2 separate regions of the Triticum aestivum genome follow, and region 1 is linked to region 2. Evidence: chromatin contacts called from public Hi-C data. All regions are on one chromosome and are shown on one strand. The core of a region is the stretch at or near the end of the contact, and the rest is flanking DNA. Distances in the headings are between cores, read along the strand shown.

The links. A called contact is a pair of places that touch in the nucleus more often than the background predicts.
Region 1: a contact with region 2 is called in a Hi-C map of leaf, with 5 times the contacts expected there. The contact joins the promoter of LOC123045314 here to the promoter of LOC123045313 in region 2. A contact is called at or near these places in 2 of 5 Hi-C or Micro-C datasets (both in leaf).

What each region holds. Positions count from the first base shown.
Region 1 is chr2B:433,059,533-433,066,188 of IWGSC CS RefSeq v2.1, forward strand. LOC123045314 (heavy metal-associated isoprenylated plant protein 7) reads left to right here and starts at 4,071. Exons shown (of 5, transcript XM_044468317.1): 1 at 4,071-4,229; 2 at 4,352-4,607; 3 at 5,519-5,733; 4 at 5,845-5,932; 5 at 6,424-6,656. The coding sequence starts at 4,221.
Region 2 is chr2B:432,907,545-432,914,472 of IWGSC CS RefSeq v2.1, forward strand. It overlaps LOC123045313 (2-oxoglutarate dehydrogenase, mitochondrial), which reads left to right and starts at 4,020. Exons shown (of 9, transcript XM_044468316.1): 1 at 4,020-4,323; 2 at 4,417-5,999; 3 at 6,335-6,561; 4 at 6,647-6,928. The coding sequence starts at 4,464.

The DNA of each region.
Region 1 (6,656 bases), core at 2,821-5,320, 150 kb after region 2:
GCGGTGGAAATAGTTTTTCGTGGTCGCTTCTAATGTTTTCAGGGTACATAGGTATATATAGGAGGAAGAAGTAGGTCGGTGGACACCCGAGGGGCCCACGAGAAAGGGGGGTACGCCCAGTAGGGGGGCGCCCTCCACCCTCGTGGCCTCCTCGATTGTTTCTTGACTTCCACTCCAAGTCCTCTGGATCACGTTTGTTCCAAAAAGATCGCTCCTGAAGGTTTCATTTCGTTTGGACTCTGTTTGATATTCCTTTTCTTCGAAACACTGAAATAGGCAAAAAACAGCAATACGGACTGGGCCTCCGGTTAGTAGGTTAGTCCCAAAAATGATATAAATGTGTAATGTAAAGCCCATAAACATCCAAAACGGGTAATATAATAGCATGGAACAATCAAAAATTATAGATACGTTGGAGACGTATCAGCGTGGTGACCTCCATGTTAGGCCTAGGTAAGGCTGCGACGTGTTGATCTCCCGAGGCCGGACATGACCCAGGAAAGTGCGACCGACCAGAGGGATCGAGCATGTCGGGTAATGTGGTGCACCCCTGTAGGGAACTTGATCTATTCGAATAGCCGTGTCCATGGTAACAGGACGACCCGGAGTTGTACTTCGACCTTATGACAACTAGAACCGGATACTTAATAAAACACACCGAGACAAGTTCCAGAGACAACCTGGTGATCGCTTTCCCACAGGGCAACGAGGGGAGGATCGCCGGGTAGGATTATGCTATGCGATCATACTTGGTGAACTTACCATCTACTCTCTTCTACATGTTGCAAGATGGAGGCTGCCAGAAGCATAGTCTTCGTAGGACTAGGTATCCCCTTCTTATTCTGGCGTTCTGCAGTTCAGTCCACCGATATTGCCCCTTTACACAGATACCAATGCATATGTAGTGTAGATCCTTGCTTGCGAGTACTTTGGATGAGTATTCACGGTTGCTTTGCTCCCTCTTTCCCCCCTTTTCCTCTTCTTCCCAGACGTCGCAACCAGATGCTGGAGCCCAGGAGCCAGACGCCACTGTCAACGACGACCCCTACTACACCGAGGATGCCTACTACTACATTCAGGACGCTGACGACCAGGAGTAGTTTAGGAGGATCCCAAGAAGGAGGCATGCGCCTCTTTCGATCTGTATCCCAGTTTGTTCTAGCCATCTTATGGCACCTTGTTTAACTTTATGTCTGTACTCAGATATTGTTGCTTCCGCTGACTCATTTATGTTCGAGCACTTGTATTCGAGCCCTCGAGGCCCCTGGCTTGTAATATGATGCTTGTATGACTTATTTTACTTTTAGAGTTGTGTTGTGATATCTTCCCGTGAGTCCCTGATCTTGATCATACACATTTGTGTGCATGATTAGTGTATGATTGAATCAGGGGTGTCACATGTGTAGACCCTACATGTTCGGGAATGATGCAGACATGACAAAGATGCCTCTCCGGCCAATAACCAATAGCGGTATCTGGATACCCATATTGGCTCCCACATGTTCCATGATGATCTGATCGGATGAACCACGATGTCTGGGATTCAACCAATCCCGTATACAATTCCCTTTGTCCATCGATATGTTACTTGCCCAAGATTTGATCGTCGGTATCCCTATACCTTGTTCAATCTCGTTACCGGCAAGTCTCTTTACTTGTTCCGTAACACATGATCCTGTGGATAACTCATTAGTCACATTGAGCTCATTATGATGATGCATTACCGAGTGGGCCCAGAGATACCTCTCCATCATATGGAGTGACAAATCCCAGTCTCGATTCGTGCCAACCCAACAAACACTTTCGGAGATACTTCTAGTGCACCTTTATAGCCACCCAGTTATGTTGTGACGTTTGATACACCCAAAGCATTCCTATAGTATCCGGGAGTTGCACAATCTCATGGTCTAAGGAAATGATACTTGACATTAGAAAAGCTCTAGCAAACGAACTACGCAATCTTGTGCTATGCTTAGGATTGGGTCTTGTCCATCAGATAATTCTCCTAATGATGTGATCCCGTTATCAACAACATCCAATGTCCATGGTCAAAAAACCACAACCAGCTATTGATCAACGAGCTAGTCAACTAGAGATTCACTAGGGACATGTTGTAGTCTATGCATTCACACATGTATTACGGTTTTCGGTTAATACAATTATAGCATGAACAAAGAAATATAATAATAACTATTTTATTATTGCCTCTAGAGCATATTTCCAATAGCTGGAGCAACTTCAAAGTTATTGTTGGATTCTAAGTTTCCAACCAACGGGCCGCCCTGAATTCATTCCTGTTAAAGGGGAATGCATTAACCTACTAGTATTAAATTAAAATGTTTCTACCATGACACTAATACAAAAATAAACAACCTTTTCTCCGAACTAGGGTCTCGTCGTTGGATTTTGTTAAATACACGGCATCAACAACAACCATGCGTGTTCGCATATATCTTCTAGAAAAGTTGTTCTGGAAAGCCTCACAAGTTTCTCGATCACAAACAAAACTTTTCCTTACACTCTATATATTTCTCCTTTTTATACGAAAAGACTCTAGTGTCATTATCTTTTTGTTGCGATCCTAATACATACATACAAAAAGGGAAGAAAAGTAGGAATAAAAAAATTCAGTACAAAACTCTAAGTCAGGTGACAAGTGTTTGTGCGTGCATGCTAACATGCTCTTCTGTCTCTGAGCTGGCAAAATAACTGGTTCGCATTAGTGATTGAAAAAGGTTTGGAAAATTAATTTACTATGATTAATTTGATTCATGTCAGGAGCAGTAGAGTATCTTTGAATTTATTGTTTGATTCTCACTAACAGGCCGCTATCAATTCATTCCTATCAAGGGAAACACATTAACCTACTCATGAAGGTACCCTCATATCAAATCAAATGTTTCACTATGAATAATATGAAAAGAATCAACCTTTCTATGAGGTAGGATCTCACTGCCTTTATGTGAAAGTACATGTCATCCATAACAACCACACTTGTTCGTGTATTTCTTCTAGAAAAGTTGTTCTGGGACACCTCATAAGTTTCTCGGTCACAAGAAACCCTTCCTTATACTCTTCAATGTATATTTCTCCTTTCTACGAAAAGACTCTAGCAACTTTTTGTTGCGATGCTAATACAAGTGACAAAAGGATAAGAAAAGCATGAATAAAAAAAGGACTATGGCTCAAAGCTCCAAGTCAGGTGACAAGTGTTTGTGCATGCACGAGCCATGCTCTCCTGTCTCTGAGCTGGAAAAAATGGCTCCAAATGCCTATTAGTAACTGAAGAAAAGCATGGAAACTTTTGCGGATTTTGTTTTCTTGAGAGTAAAACATTTTTTGACTTTGGAAAAAAAATTCGGTTCAGACCTCCAAGTCAGGTGACAAGTGTTTGTGCATGCACGAGCCATGCTCTTCTGTCTCTGAGCTGGAAAAATAAATTTTTCTAAATGCTGATTAGTAACTGAAAAAAGAAGGCTCGGATGCTTCTGTAGATTTGTTTTTAAGAATGTAAATTTTGTTCTTTGAGAATAAACTTTTGCTGATTCATACTAGTTGGTTAGCCCTTAATCCAGCACCCAAAGAAAAGAAAAGAAAAGAAAATGAAAGCCGCTTTGAGACGGGCGCAAGGCCACACGAGGCGGGGCCTTGAAACCGTGCAAGGGAGGCTCCTCGCCTCTAGTTTCGTGGCATTCGATGCATGGATGCTGCACTAACCTTGAGGCAAAATAGTAAAATGATAGAGCCATCAAATCAAAGAAAAAGAATTCACAATCTTTCTGGTACTAGTACTACTACAGATCTCGGCCGTCCGTAATTCATGCATTCATGCGGATCCGACGCCCGGGCAGCCGGTGTGACACGTCACCTGGTGTGCTAGAATGTTCGTATACTTCCAGGCACCCAAATACAATGTGCACCGAAAAAAAAAACAGAGATGGAGTGAGCGAGAAAAAGCAAGGAAGCAGCACCAAAACGAGAAGAAAAGAAATCCCAGGGATAGAGATGCCAAATCATTTCCATGCGGATCTCGCCATCGCAGCCCCTCCCTCGCGGTGCCCACCCGCTACTTAAGGCGAGCGAGTGAGGCCACCCCCCTCCACCCCACTGCCAGTCTTGTAGCGAGCGACACACCCACAGGGAGCCGCAGAGAGCCACCACCACCCAATACCACCAGAGAAGCAGGGCCGCGGGAGCGGGACAGAGGAGGAACGCACGCCATGGGCGAGGTAAGGAAGGACGCTTGCTTGCTACTGCATTCCTCTGCTGCTGCTGCTGCGGCGGCGGCGGCGCAGATTGAATCTTGACTGACTGACTGACGCCCGTCGTGGTGTGGTGTTTTGGTTCGCAGGAGGAGAAGAAGCCCAAGGAGGAGGAGAAGCCCAAGGAGGAGGAGCCGAAGAAGGAGGAGAAGCCCAAGGAGGGGGAGGAGGACAAGCCCAAGGACGACAAGCCCAAGGAGGGGGAAGGGGAGGGGGAGAAGCCCAAGGAGGAGGAGGCGGCGCCCCCGCCGCCGCCGCCGCCGCCGGAGGAGGTCGTGATGCGCGTCTACATGCACTGCGAGGGCTGCGCCAGGAAGGTCAAGAAAATCCTCAAGAGATTCGATGGTAATGCGCCTCATCTATTCTAATTAATCCCTGCTCTCTAATTTCCTCTGCTTTGCTTTGCTGCATCAGGATTCGCCGTCAGAGTAAATCTTTTCGTTTTCGTTTCGTTTTGAACTAGTAGTACGCTGTCACGTGGATTTTGTTTCCCTAGTACAGGAACATTTTTACCGAGTTCGTTCGACATTTTCTTCGCGAGTGTTCCGTGGTCCTAGGTAGTGCGTGTTTAGTGCATCTTGATTCACGTATCATCATGGTTAGTGGTAGACTTGTGTTCCCCTTGCGGTTATGGGAAGCAAGCTAAAAGTGAATCTGTTTGTTTGTTCATCAGATTTAAGAGACATGATGATGTGGTTGGGTTCCTCTAATCTTTTTTTTAGTCTTCCTCCTTATGTCCTTATATTAAAAAAGGGGTCCAGATTTTGTGTTTTTCTCTGTGCTGTTCTGACGTCCAATTAAGAGTTATTGTAAGGTTGTTCTGGGTGCAATTCATAGTGGACTATAGGTCAGTAGGGGTGGGCTAAGCTTTTAAATAAACTGATTCACCTAATTAATAAGATCCTCTTGTCCTAAAAATAAAATAAAATAAATAAGATCCTCCTTTCTCATGAGACGCACATGAATCTAGTGGTTGATTAATTGTGATGGGAATGACTTTTCACTCCAAAAGGTTGGAGTACATTCCAAGAGAATGACAACCTTGAGTATACAATGCCCTTGAGGCCACAGGTCCTCAAAAGTTAAGCTGATTCCTCAATCATCTCCAAATACTGCTCAAAATGTTCCAAGCATCTCTGCATATTCTCCATGCACTACTTGTTGCTATCAAGGGAAAATTAAAGTTTCTTTGGCTCAAAGATCCATTCTCTGTTCTACCTAGTACCTCATCTGAAAACCTTTTTGTGTGGATTCAGGAGTAGAGGACGTCATTGCCGACTCTAAGGCGCACAAGGTGGTTGTGAAGGGAAAGAAGGCGGCCGCCGACCCGATGAAGGTGGTGGAGCGTGTTCAGAAGAAGACCGGCCGCAAGGTGGAGCTCCTCTCGCCTTTACCCCCGCCGCCGGAGGAGAAGAAGGAAGAGGAGAAGAAGGAGGAACCTGAGCCGCCGAAACCTGAAGAGAAGAAGGAGGTGAAGGACCTTAACGAATGCACGCAATGCAGTACTCCTACTAGTTTGTATGTTAATTTCAGTTTTACTTCAGATTTGGCTAAACTGACTGAATGATGTTTGGTTTTGAAGCCAACGGTGATCTCCGTGGTGCTGAAGGTGCACATGCACTGCGAGGCCTGCGCGCAGGCGATAAAGAAGAGGATCGAAAAGATGAAAGGTGCGTAATGGGCTGCTGTGGGATTACCTGCCCTTTTTTCATTTCTCTCTCGCGTCATTTTCGTCAGGACAGAAACATCTATGGCCTTTCTCTTACTAGTATTTATTTTCACTAGCTCCTCCTAGAATTAGTTTACTACTATGTGTCATGTTTAGAATCTACCTAGTGATTCAGCAAAGGTCAAGCAAATCTTTCCTCTGATGCAATGATGAAAAAAGAGGGATTCCTCTTTAGGTCGATGGCTGAAACAAAGCCAAAATGTGGGCCTTGTACGTGTAGCTCCTTTTCTTGCAAAAGATGCACAACTGTGTGCAGATAAGATTCACTCCTTCACCTACCTGTCTGGCTATATAGTGTGACAATATTAATCTGGATCGTATAAGAATTTTTTCTGCCTAAAATCACACTAGATAGATCATCCTCGAGCTCGGTGATACTTTGTTATGTAGGAGTAGTAGTATTGCTGAAGATTTTGGTTCGAAATTATGCAGGAGTGCAATCTGCAGACCCAGACCTGAAGGCGTCGGAAGTGACGGTGAAGGGCGTGTTTGAGGAGGTCAAGCTGGCCGAGTACGTGCACAAGCGCACCGGCAGGCATGCGGCCATTATCAAGTCCGAGCCGGTTGCCCCGGCCGAGAAAGCCGGCGAAGGAGACGCCAAGGATGAGAAGAAGGCAGCCGAAGGCGGCGAAGAGAAGAAGGACGACAAGGAGGAGAAGAAGGAC
Region 2 (6,928 bases), core at 2,770-5,269:
CCACTCTTTTCCACAATAGACTTGACGACATTCAGTTCCTTCTTCAGCCTTTGCTCCCTATCTTTCAGCTGTTGAACAGTAAAATTAGCTCCAGGAGGTCTCGCATTTAATCGGTCTTTCATAGCCTTCCATCCTTCCTTTGTCCACCCATTTTGGCCACGGTACTTCCCCGCATCTGAGTACTCTTTCATCATTGACACTAGAAAAGCTAAGCGACCATTAGTCCATGCTGCTCTGTCCCTTTTTGGCTCTGCAATTGTTTTTTAATTGTTAGTTGAAGATTGGCATATAATCATAGCAAGACAATATGATGCATCGCCAAGTAAAAGATGATGTACGTACTCAACATGACTACAGTTAGATGCTGAGCTAACTAGACAAGTGCAAGAAATAGATCAATCAGCCGGCGTTCAATAGCAAGATTAATTTAACCAGGACGTACATCATAGTTCATTAATCAACTAGATTAAAGCAATGCAATCTTAGGAATGTTGCCATCATATTTTTTTTCTATATGTGCGTGTACTTTCAGTCCGGCCAAAATTATATGTGCGTGTACGTGCAAAGTTGGTACTGCATTGGCTACCTAGAAAAGCCTTGTGCGTACGAGTGTTCTTCAGACAGACCAATCGATCTACTCCATGAACTATTCAAGACATGCGCTACTTGCCGGAAATTAATAGGCGTACAAGTACACGACCGAGAAGCAAGAAGCTTGGAAGATCACTGGAAACTAATCACTGCCCTCGTATTAGCCCACGTTGACATCTACTCCTTGGAAGATCAGCATGGAGTATATTCAATATGCCGCCCCTTGTGGCAGTATTGCATTCATCGGAAAGGGCATAGATGAGCGCATACCTTTTTCCCTGGTGGTGGGCTTGATTGACTCATGGCCGACGGAGGAGATGGGAGAGGGAGACTTGCAGGTGACGCCGGCTGGAAGAAGAAGCACACGAGAAGAGAACGTACGTGAATCAAACAGAATCAGCTAATAAGCAGGAGATATAATCGAATTCGTTAGCGAGATAATAGTCAGAGGAAAAGTAGGAGGCGATCTCATCTGGATATAGACGGGGACGTCAACTGCGCCGTTCGGTTTAGAAAAAAGAGCTCGGGACCTCTTTTTCCGAAACAACAAAAATACCTTGGTTTCTGAGATATTGTGGTTTACAGAACTTCAGTTTTTCTAAAGCCAAACACATCAAAGTTTTCAAAATCATGGTTCTTTTCAGAAACCGCAATATTCTTCGAAAACTTTAAAAAAACCTTGCTGCCAAACGCAGCCTTAGTCCCAAGCAAGTTGAGGTAGGCTAGAGGTGAAACCCATAAAATCTCGCAACTAACTCATGGCTCTGGCACATGGATAGCAAGCTTCCATGCACCCCTGTCCATAGCTAGCTCTTCGGTGATACCCCAATCCTTCAGGTCTCTCTTAACGGACTCCTCCTATGTCAAATTCGGTCTACCCCCGCCCTCTCTTGACATTCTCCGCACGCTTTAGCCATCCACTATGCACTGGAGTTTCTGGAGGCCTGCGCTGGATATGCCCAAACCATCTCAGACGATGTTGGACAAGCTTCTCTTCAATTGGTGCTACCCCAACTCTATCTCGTATATCATCATTCCGGACTCGATCCTTCCTCGTATGGCCACACATCTATCTCAACATACGCATCTCCGCCACACCTAACTGTTGAACATGTCGCCTTTTAGTCGGCCAACACTCAGCTCCATACAACATTGCGGGTCGAACCGCCGTCCTGTAGAACTTGCCTTTTAGCTTTTGTGGCACTCTCTTGTCACAGAGAATGCCAGAAGCTTGGCGCCTCTTCATCCATCCGGCTTTGATCCAATGGTTCACACCTTAATCAATACCCCCATCCTTCTACAACATTGACCCCAAATACCGAAAGGTGTCCTTCTGAGGTACCACCTGACCATCAAGGCTAACCTCCTCCTCCTCACACCTAATAGTACTGAAACCGCACATCACGTACTCGGTTTTAGTCCTACTAAGCCTAAACCCTTTTGATTCCAAGGTTTGTCTCCATAACTCTAACTTCCTATTTACCCCCGCCCGACTATCGTCAACTAGCACCACATCATCCGCAAAGAGCATACACCATGGGATATCTCCTTGTATGTCCCTTGTGACCTCATCCATCATCAATGCAAAAAGATAAGGGCTTAAAGCTGACCCCTGATGCAGTCCTATCTTAATCGGGAAGTCATCAGTGTCGACATCACTTGTTCGAACACTTGTCACAACATTATCGTACATGTCCTTGATGAGGGTAATGTACTTTGCCGGGACTTTGTGTTTCTCCAAGGCCCACCACATGACATTCCACGGTATATTATCATAGGCCTTCTCCAAGTCAATGAACACCATATGCAAGTCCTTCTTTTGCTCCCTATATCTCTCCATAAGCTGTCGTACCAAGAAAATGGCTTCCATGGTCGACCTCCCAGGCATGAAACCAAACTGATTTTTGGTCACGCTTGTCATTCTTCTTAAGCGGTGCTCAATGACTCTCTCCCATAGCTTCATTGTATGGCTCATCAGCTTAATTCCACGGTAATTAGTACAACTCTGAACATCCCCCTTGTGCTTGAAGATTGGTACTAATATACTCCGTCTCCATTCTTCTGGCATCTTGTTTGCCCGAAAAATGAGGTTGAAAAGCTTGGTTAGCCATACTATCGCTATGTCCCCGAGACCTTTCCACACCTCAATGGGGATACAATCCGGGCCCATCGCCTTGCCTTCCTTCATCCTTTTTAAAGCCTCCTTGACCTCAGACTCCTGGATTCGACGCACAGAACGCATGCTGGTCTCATCAAAAGAGTCGTCCAGTTCAATGGTAGAGCCTTTATTCTCCCCATTGAACAACTTGTCGAAGTACTCCCGCCATCTATGCTTAATCTTCTCGTTCTTCACCAAGAGTTGGCCTGCTCCGTCCTTGATGCATTTGACTTGGCCAATATCCCTCGTCTTCCTCTCTTGGATCTTGGCCATCTTATAGATGTCCCTTTCGCCTTCCTTCGTGCCTAATCGTTGGTAGAGGTCCTCATACGCCCGACCCCTTGCTTCACCAACAGCTCGCTTTGCGGCCTTCTTCGCCATCTTGTACTTCTCTATGTTGTGTGCACTCCTATCCAGGTATAGGCGTCTGAAGCAATCTTTATTCTCATTAATCGCCTTCTGGACATCATCATTCCACCACCAGGTATCCTTATCTTCGCTTCTCCTTCCCCTGGATACTCCAAACTCCTCTAAGGCCACCTTACGAATGCAAGTCGCCATCTTCATCCACACATTGTCCGCATCCCCTCCTTCCTCCCAAGGGCCCTCCTTAATGACCCTCTCCTTGAACGCCTGAGCTACCTCCCCCTTGAGCTTTCACCACTTTGTTCTAGCGACTTTAGCCCGCTTATCCCGCTGGACACGAATTCGAAAGCGAAAGTCAGCAACCACCAGCTTATGCTGGGGTACAACACTCTCTCCAGGTATCACCTTACAGTCTAGGCACGCACGCCTATCTTCCCTTCTCGAGAGGATGGAATCAATCTGGCTAGAATGTTGGCCACTACTAAAAGTCACCAGATGTGATTCTCTCTTTCTAAAGAGGGTGTTGGCTACAATCATGTTGTAGGCTAGAGCAAAGCTTAAGACATCTTCTCCTTCTTGATTCCTGATGCCATAGCCAAAGCCCGCATGCGCCCCTTCAAAACCTGTGTTAGATGTACCCACGTGACCATTGAGGTCTCCTCCTACGAAGAGCTTCTCATCAATCGGTACACTCCTAACCATGTCTTCGAGGCCTTCCCAGAACTCCCTCTTTGTGTTCTCATTGTGGCCTACTTGCGGGGCATACACGTTGATAACATTGAGAACTAAATCCTCAACTAACAGCTTGACCAGGATAATCCGGTCCCCACGTCTCTTGACGTCTACCACTCCATACTTGAGGCTCTTGTTGATCAATATGCCTACGCCATTTCTGTTTGCAGCTGTCCTCGCATACCATAGCTTGAAGCCGGTATCCCCCACCTCCTTCGCCTTCTGTCCTCTCTATTTGGTTTACTAGTCCACGTAAGAGAAGTATGATGAACAATTAGCACCGGAAGGACCCAAAATAGTATTCTCTATACATCAACGCCTTGTTCGCGAAAACATCCAAGAAAAATATCGAATATATCCCCATCCTCCCCTTTTATCCACGTCCATCTTTTCCCTCTTCCCCTCGCGGCGGCGTCGTGGGTGGAACCCGCTCCAGGCATTCTTCCACCGAAGAATCGGGACGATTTCTTTTCTAGGTAACGAACCCTAACTTGTTTGGATTCCTCCGATCTTTTCTCCTGATGATCTAATTCTCTGTTTCTCTTGGATCCGTACCCCAACCCGTCCAGTTTTCCGCGTCTAGATTTGGCGTCGGGAGAGGAAATTCGATCTGAAAATGGGGTTATTCCGGGCCGCGTCGGGCTTAGCCCGGGTGGCGCTGCGGAGGAGCCTGTCGCGCGCTCCGGCGAGCCCGTTCGCCGGCCCCGCGCCGCGGTACTTCCACTCGACGCTCCCCCGGCGGTACGCGGCGCCTGAGCCCCGCGCCGTGCCGCTCTCGCGCCTCACCGACAGCTTCCTCGATGGCACCAGCAGCGTGTACCTCGAGGAGCTGCAGCGGGCGTGGGAGGCGGACCCGACCTCCGTCGACGAGTCCTGGGACAACTTCTTCCGGAACTTTGTCGGGCAGGCCGCCACGTCCCCCGGCATATCCGGCCAGACGATCCAGGAGAGCATGAGGCTGCTGCTGCTCGTGCGCGCCTACCAGGTGAGCGGCCACATGAAGGCCAAGCTCGATCCTCTTGGGCTGGAGCAGCGCCCGGTTCCGGATGTCCTGGACCCGGCGTTCTACGGGTTCTCTGAGTCTGATTTGGATCGGGAGTTCTTCCTCGGGGTGTGGAGGATGGCTGGGTTCTTGTCCGAGAATCGGCCTGTGCAGACACTTCGTTCTGTGTTGGGACGCCTGGAGCAGGCCTACTGTGGCACCATTGGTTACGAGTACATGCACATACCTGACCGCGAAAAGTGCAACTGGCTGAGGGAGAGGATCGAGACAGTTAACCCAAGGGAGTACACCTATGATCGTCGCCAGGTCATGCTCGATAGGCTCATCTGGAGTACCCAGTTTGAGAATTTCTTGGCACAGAAGTGGACCACCGCAAAGCGATTTGGCCTAGAAGGTGCCGAGACACTGATTCCTGGTATGAAGGAGATGTTTGACAGGGCAGCTGATCTTGGTGTAGAGAGTATTGTCATTGGGATGCCACACAGAGGCAGGCTCAATGTCTTGGGAAACGTCGTACGTAAGCCCTTGCGACAGATCTTCAGCGAGTTTAGTGGTGGTACCAAGCCTGTCAATGAGGGGGAGGGTTTGTATACAGGGACAGGCGATGTCAAGTACCATCTAGGAACTTCATATGATAGGCCTACCAGAGGTGGGAAACATATCCATCTATCGTTGGTTGCAAATCCAAGTCACTTGGAAGCAGTCGATCCTGTTGTTGCTGGGAAGACCAGAGCAAAGCAGTACTATTCTAATGATCTTGACAGGACCAAGAATCTAGGGGTGCTATTGCATGGTGATGGAAGCTTCTCAGGGCAAGGTGTTGTGTATGAGACCCTGCATCTGAGTGCACTTCCAAACTACACCACCGGTGGAACAATTCATCTTGTGGTCAATAATCAGGTTGCGTTCACTACTGATCCGATGTCAGGGAGGTCTTCACAGTATTGTACAGATGTAGCCAAAGCATTGGATGCTCCAATTTTCCATGTGAACGGTGACGACTTGGAGGCTGTGGTTCATACTTGTGAGCTTGCTGCGGAGTGGAGGCAAACATTTCATTCTGATGTAGTGGTGGATATTGTATGCTACCGTCGATTTGGGCATAATGAGATTGACGAGCCCTCCTTCACCCAGCCTAAAATGTACAAGGTACTGTCCACACCCACACCCCGCTCCCAAAGGAAAGAAAAAAGGAAAACACCATTATGATTATGATCTGGCACACAATTCTATATGCATTTTTCATTCTTAATTTCAGTCCTGATCATTCCTTACTTTCTGAGTAAGCATCATCGTTGGAACTCTGGCTAATTATCATTTATTAGACATAACTGTGAGCCTTAACTATTTTACTTATCTATTGGTAAACAGAAGTAGAAAGATTGCCATGAATCAGCAATAAAACTGATTCTGCATAATAAAATAGCGATATTATTATACTTATTATACAAGCAACTTAAGATATATATTTCTATCTGAATCAGGTGATTAGGAACCACCCAAGTGCGCTTGAGATATATCAAAACCAGCTGTTAGAATCAGGGAAGATCTCCAAGGAAGATATTGACAAGATACACAAGAAGGTCAGCACCATACTGAATGAGGAATTCAAAAAGAGCAAAGACGATATCCCCAACAAGAGGGACTGGCTTTCAGCTTACTGGACTGGGTTTAAGTCCCCAGAACAGATTTCACGTATCCGAAACACCGGGTAAATGATTCTTTCCTTCCAGTTCTGTGTTTCCCTCCACATTTTGTGTTAGTGTATTTGATGTAATGCATTTGCAACAATGCAGTGTCAAGCCAGAGATTCTAAAACGTGTTGGTGAAGCCATGACAACACTTCCAGAAACTTTCAAACCTCACAGGGCTGTCAAGAAGATTTTTGATCTGCGTCGCCAAATGATTGAGACTGGGGAAGGCATTGACTGGGCAGTGGGTGAAGCACTTGCTTTTGCAACTCTTATAATTGAGGGGAACCATGTCAGGTTAAGTGGCCAGGATGTTGAGAGAGGTACATTCAGCCACCGCCATTCTGTTATCCATGACCAAGAAACTGGAGAGCAGTACTGCCCACT